Regions from separate parts of the Danio rerio genome. Here region 2 is linked to region 1. The links are chromatin contacts, called in public Hi-C maps. All regions are on one chromosome and are shown on one strand. The core of a region is the stretch at or near the end of the contact, and the rest is flanking DNA. Distances in the headings are between cores, read along the strand shown. Region 1 overlaps ddhd1a (DDHD domain containing 1a). Region 2 overlaps fermt2 (FERM domain containing kindlin 2).

Region 1 (3,424 bases), core at 350-2,849:
CAACAGAAGAAATGATGACAGAACTGTTTTGTTTGAGCTGTCCCTTTAATTATGTTGGCTTGAGAAAGCCAACATACTGTTATACTACTCTGTCCTTGAAAACAAACGCATCTCCTCCTAGGTCGTTCATGCCACAAGGCCCAAATGTGGTCAAAATGTGCCTTCTACATTCAAGATTGTTGCTATATCTCCTCATGCCTGTAAGACTTATTGTTTTTTTAATAAAAAAATGTTAAATATTAAATTTTTATAATCCGGGCATATAAAAAAATTATACAAGCCCCAAATTTGGCCAAAATCTGTATTTAGATGCGTTAGATTTTGTTGCTATATCTTTAAGGTTTACCAGACTTATAGTTTTCCAATAAATAATTTTTAAGCATTATTTTTATATATATAAAACTATAAAATATATATATATATATATATATATATATATATATATATATATATATATATATATATATATATATATATGTGTGTGTGTGTGTGTGTATATATGTATATATTTATATTTATATATATATATTTATTTTATATACATATTTATTTATATTATTTTTTATTTTAAATATGGCAAGCCATTTTTGACTTAAACTCCATATCTTTTACTGATATGGCAAGCCATTTTGCATGTATCACTTTCACACCTATTAAGCATTGTATTTTCAAAAAAATACGGCAAGCCATTTTTACATAATGTTCATTCCCTTAGTCCCTTTATTAATCAGGGGTCGCCACAACGGAATGAACCGCCAACTTATCCAGCATATGTTTTACACAGCGAATGCCCTTCCAGCCACAACCCAACACCAGGAATACATAATATTCAAGTCCAGTTTTTGACACTCATAAAGACTGTCATAGAGACATCGGGGTTGATTAAGATCACTCATATTGCCAAGAAGCTTTGATGTATCATCACTAACCTGTCAAATGTCCCCATAGCAACTAAACAGTATAACCTAGCAACCATTTAAAAATAGCAAATACCTCTACATCAGAACATCGTAGGGACCTGGGCATTGGCTTGTTTGACTCATGCTAGCAAATGGGACTTCCTGTGTACTATGCATGGTAACAATGATAATGGAAGCCAAGCGCTAATAACGATTAGCTACATGCTATGAATGATTATCTAAATGCAATAACATATGCTAGAAATGCCTACTAAGTATTAGCATTTGATCAAACATGTACACGAGCATTGCCATTTAGCAACTGCTTAGCAACCACCTAACAATGCCATAATTGTTTTAGCAACTGCCTAGCAACCACTTAGCAACCGCCGCCGTGCTTCCTGCCAACTGCCATTCTTAGTCCTAGCGCAGTCACGTTGGCTTTCTCAAGCCAACATCAAAGTTTATCAATAAACTTTAGGTTCTAGTTCATGTTGTGATTATTTTATCTCCTCATGTCTGCTAATGCTCCTGCTGGTGTTTCGCAGTGGAGATGGAGCACCGCATTGACTTTGAGCTGCGCGAGGGTATGGTGGAGAGCCGCTATTGGTCAGCGGTGACCTCACACACAGCCTATTGGACGTCCCATGACGTGGCCCTGTTCCTCCTGACCTTCATATACAAACAGCAGAGCACAGAGCAAACAGAAACCAGCACAGCCATGTAGCACAGGTGACGCAATACACACTGATCCATCCCTTAAATCAACACTTAGTGCCTCTGAGCTCCTCTCCTTAGGCCTTTCCTCATGGACAGAGGCCGGACTATGCAAAATCCTCCAGCACTGATCCTCATCATTAAGAAACGGCAATATTTTTTATATTTTTATATAGTCGTGCAAGTCCAAAGAAGTCCGCCGATCCATAGAAAGCTCTTTATTTAGTTAACTATATAGAATAGTGTGGCTGCATCCGAAATCACCTACTACTCGAGTACGTACTACATTTGATTTTACTACACGACCATTAAATAGTATAAATGTGAGGAGTATTGATGGAATTTGGACGTACTACATCAGCCATTTTGTCATGATCACATGACCTACACAACTCACTCGATTCACCCACATTCATGAACTCTCTCCAAGTGCATCGTTGGATAGCATAGTGTACATCATGTGCGCACTTCAGAATCTCGGGAGTAGTAGGTCATCCGGGTACTTCCCTCATACTGTTTTTCCAATGGTATGAATACTGTTTTTTTATGCACTATATAGTAGGTAAGTGTGCGATTTGGGACGCACCCTGTGTTGACTTGAGTTTGTTTAATGCATTCATATGTTTATTTACATGCATAACCACTGTAAATCTGTTTTCATACTGAATGTCTTGGGTTTTGTTGATTGTATTTATTTTATTTATTGTATTGTTGGTTTCACATGATTAGGAATTATGACGACGGGCTGGAAGGATAACAGGCCAGTCACGCTTCACCCATAAATATATACAGGGTGGGCCATTTATATGGATACACCTTAATAAAATGGGAATGGTTGGGGATGTTAACGTCCTGTTTGTGGCACATTAGTATATGTGCGGGGGCAAACTTTTCAAGATGGATGTTGACCATGGTAGCTATTTTGAAGTCGGCCATCTTGGATCCAACTTTTGTTTTTTTCAATAGGAAGAGGGTCATGTGACACATCAAACTTATTGAAAATTTCACCAGAAAACTAATAGTGTGCTTGCTTTTAACGTAACTTTATTCTTCCATGAGTTATTTACAAGTTTCTGACCACTTATAAAATGTGTTCAGTGTGCTGCCCATTGTGTTGGATTGTCTGTGCAACCCTCTTCTTCCACTCTTCACACACTGATAGCAACACCGCAGGAGAAATGCCAGCACAGGCTTCCAGTATGCGTAGTTTCAGGTGCTGCACATCTTGTATCTTCACATGACAGACAACAAAGATAGTGTGGCCATTCTTCATCTTCATCAAAACCTCAAGGCCACTGGATATTTGAACTTGCTCCATGATGATGTGTTTCCCTCTTTATGCACTGAAGCCGGCACGTTCCCCAAGCTTTTCCAGCAAGATGGTGCACCACCACAATATGAGTGTCAGGTCCGAGCATTCCTAGATGAACAGTTTCCTGAAAAGCGGAATAGTCGTCGTGGGCCAGTTGAATGGCCCCCAAGGTCTCCCAATCTGACCCCCTTGGACTTTTATCTTTGGGGTCATCTGAAGACAATTGTCTATGGTGTGAAGATACAAGATGTGCAGCACCTGAAACTACGGAATACCGGAAGCCTGTGCTGGCATTTCCCCTGCGGTGTTGCTATCAGTGTGTGTAGAGTGGGAGAAGAGGCTTGCATTGACAATCCAACACAATGGGCAGCACACTGAACACATTTAATAAGTGGTCAGAAACTTGTAAATAACTCATGGAAGAATAAAGTTACTTTAAAAGCAAGCACACTGTTAGTTTCCTTGTGAAATTTCCAATAAGTTTGATGTGTCACAT
Region 2 (3,514 bases), core at 576-3,075, 97 kb after region 1:
TCTAATCCAGGGTCACGTTATTATTTTCATTCATTCATTCATTCATTGTTTGTTTATTTATTTATTTTGTGGTCCAGGGTCACATTATTTATGTATTTATCTGGTCCAGAGTCACATTATTTATTTATTTGTTTGTTAGTTTTATTTGTTTGTTTTATTTGTTTATTTATTTTGTGGTCCAGGGTAACTTTATTTATTTATTTGTTTGTTTGTTAGTTTGTTAGTTTTATTTGTTTGTTTTATTTGTTTATTTATTTTGTGGTCCAGGGTGACTTTATTTATTTATTTATTTGTTTGTTAGTTAGTTTGTTTTATTTGTTTGTTTTATTTATTTTGTAACACAGGGTCAATTTATTTATTTATTTTATTTGTTTGTTTGTTTACTTAAATAATTTGTGGTCTAGCGTCACTTTATTTATGTGTTTGTTTATTTATTTTGTGGACCAGGGTCACTTTATTTATTTATTTTATTTATTATTTATTTATGTGTTTGTTTGTTTGTTTGTTTTGGGGTCCGGTGTCACTTTATTTATGTTTGTTTGTAAATTAATTTGTTTGTTTGTTTGTTTATTTATTTTGAAGTCCAGGATCACTTTATTTATTTATTTATTTATTTATTTATTTATTTATTTATTTATTTATTTATTTATTCAGAGTTACATTATATATATTTTTTTGTTTATCATTTTTATTTATTTATTTATTTATTTAATAAAAATGATGATGATACTACTACTACTAATAATAATAATTAATAATAATAATTATTATTATTAGTAGTAGTATTATTACAATACAATTACTATATATCCTATTTCTCAGGGTGCAGTTTTGTAATTCCCAAGTTGCCAAAGTGGCCTTTCATTTCCTAAAAATAAATGCATTACACTGACAAAAGCAAACAACACAATTACTAGAATGATTTACATTAAAATGCAAAAGGATCACTCCAGAAATGAAAGTAATTGAGAATCTGCTGGAGTTATAGCAGTGACTGTAAATCCAAGCAGTGTGACTCAGAGGATGTTCTGCTATGTCTGTGCTGCAGGAGAAGCAGTACGCTCAGTGGATGGCCGCCTGCCGTCTGGCCTCTAAAGGGAAGACCATGGCGGACAGTTCCTACAATCTGGAGGTCCAGAACATTCTGTCCTTCCTGAAGATGCAGCACATGAATCCTGATCCGCAGATCATCGAGCCCATCACCACCGACATCAACCCTGAGTGTCTGGTGTCTCCACGATACCTGAAGAAATACAAGAACAAGCAGGTAAATGCAGGATAGAAATCAATCAATATATGAAACCAATCCTGAACAGCAGGTTAAAGCACTGAAAATAACTGATCTGGTCTGTTTTTATTTATTTAATGATGGATGAAAGTTTGATATTAATCTAATGTTGCATTAATTAAATGTTAAATATGTCACATAACCCTAATTGTCCAAAAGATAGCTCCCGCTGCAGTGCTGTGAATATACAGGGCTCGAGTCAAAAACAAGAGGAAAGTTGGGGAGGATGTGTGTGTTTTTGCATGTCTGTTTGTCTGGTTTGTGTGTTTGTGTAGATCTGTGATATGTGTGTATGTGGTGACTGTGTGTCTGTACATCTTTGTATGGCTGCATTTGCATTAGTCTGTGTGTGTGTGTGTGTGTGTGTGTGTGTGTGTGTGTGTGTGTGTGTGTGTGTGTGTGTGTGTGTGTGTGTGTGTGTGTGTGTGTGTGTGTGAGTGCACAGAAGGCTGCTGGTGTCCTCTTACAGTGGTCCGCTGATGCTGGGCTGGGGGATGGTCTGGGCTTCCTGTCCTCCATCTCTCCGCTCCGGCGAGTGGGCGGAGCTCCACAAACAGGCGGGAAGAAGAGCCTACAGGAAACCAGCCGTGCCTGGGAATGTAGAGACACAGTCTGGGAAGAACACAGCAGTTTATTTATGAGAGCTGCTGCAGAGTCCAGATTCATTCTGAACGCTTTTATCGATGCGTTTACAAGCTCGATATCTTTCCTTCAAGGGCTCCCTGAGGAATTTGAATCTCAGAGGATGCATTAAACTTTGGGAATTGAAGAGAAATCAGTTTCTCACTTTCAGACTTGTTAAACCATAAAAGACCAGCACAGCTGTTGCCAGAAAGGATACAGCTGCAGACAGAAATTAACAAGAGTTATTTATTAAATTACCCAATTATTGTTTTATTAACAATAATTGTGTTTAATTAATGACTATGACTTAATTAATGACTTTTATTAACATCTACCCCTACCCCAACCCTCACAATAACATTAAAACAGTAATTATACAGAGTATTATTTATAATATTTATTAAATACCCCATTAAATCGCCTTTAATTAACGTCTACCCCTACCCTTACAGTAACATTAAAACAGTAATTATATAGAGCAGTGTATTAATCATATTATTTATTAAATTACCCATTTATTGTGTTTTATTAACGTCTACCCCTACCCCCAACCCTCACAATAACATTAAAACAGTAAATATACAGAGTATTATTCATATTATTTATTAAATTACCCATTAAATTGTGTTTTATCAACAACATCTACCCCTACCCCAACCCTCAAAATAACATTAAAACAGTAATTATACAGAGTATTATTCATATTATTTATTAAATTACCCATTAAATTGCCTTTTATTAACCTCTACCCCTACCCCAACCCTCACAGTAACATTAAAACAGTAAATATACAGAGTATTATTGATATTATTGTTATTATTCCTGTTATTGTGAACTTTTTTCCATTTTATACGGTTCCTTATACAGCATCAATGCTGTAATGTCATTAAAATACATCCAGTTCAATAAACTTTAGCATTTATTTGGTTGCTCAAGCGTAAAACGAGACAAAAAGCTGTTTACTCGCACGTGCCCGTCAGAATCGGCAGGCTAACGCAGAAGCTCCATTGAATATACTGGGGTAAAATAAATGCTCATATTATAAAGACATGGCGGGGGGAAATGTAATTTAATGCAGTGCTTCTTGTACAATCTGAGATCCACTTTAAATCGGATATCACTCAGCTAGTGGAGATCGCTGATTTTTAAAGAAAACAGACCTTAAACACACCGGATTTTACATTGGCATTCAATTAGCTGGAAGCGCTTAACCCAGGTTACTGGCAAATTAAAAGTCCTTTTAGCATGTTTCGGCATATACCCCATTACCTTTTATTAACGTCTCTACCCCTACCCCAACCCTCCTAGTAACCTAAAACAGTAATTATACAGAATATTATTCATATTATTCATTAAATTACCCATTAAATTGTCTTTTATTATTGTCTAGACCTTACCCAACCCTGAACCAAATCCTGTCAGTAACATAAAAGTATGAATAATTGTTGTACAGTATCGCAAACATGACGCTATATTGATGTTGCATCCACAGCTGTATCCCTTTTAGAGTTTACCGTCCAGCACAGCGGATACACAGTCATCCAAGTGGTGTGTTTTGGGGATGTAAGTGTGTGTGTGGCGCCACCTGGCGTACTGAAGCGT

Evidence for each region. A called contact is a pair of places that touch in the nucleus more often than the background predicts.
Region 2: a Hi-C map of an unstated tissue shows a contact between it and region 1, with 6 times the contacts expected there. The contact joins two enhancer-like sites. A contact is called at or near these places in 3 of 18 Hi-C or Micro-C datasets (caudal fin, hematopoietic stem cells and an unstated tissue) and 1 of 4 datasets of contacts at active chromatin or transcription factors (caudal fin).

Annotation. Positions count from the first base shown.
Region 1 is chr17:56,750,287-56,753,710 of GRCz12tu, forward strand. It overlaps ddhd1a (DDHD domain containing 1a), which reads left to right. Exons shown (of 15, transcript XM_073927674.1): 14 at 1,448-1,631. The coding sequence ends at 1,626. The region is part of intron 2 of LOC103909099 (a long non-coding RNA gene); the gene reads right to left. Among named protein-coding and RNA genes, the nearest start is that of fermt2, 15 kb to the right of the region's middle. Within about 2 kb of position 1,600, at least 5 of the 62 cell types and tissues checked have an H3K27ac peak or open chromatin away from gene starts, as enhancers often do.
Region 2 is chr17:56,847,311-56,850,824 of GRCz12tu, forward strand. fermt2 (FERM domain containing kindlin 2) reads left to right here. Exons shown (of 16, transcript NM_001256215.1): 12 at 1,049-1,267. All of the region lies in intron 2 of LOC103909099 (a long non-coding RNA gene), which reads right to left. Among named protein-coding and RNA genes, the nearest start is that of stxbp6, 21 kb to the right of the region's middle. Within about 2 kb of position 1,826, at least 35 of the 62 cell types and tissues checked have an H3K27ac peak or open chromatin away from gene starts, as enhancers often do.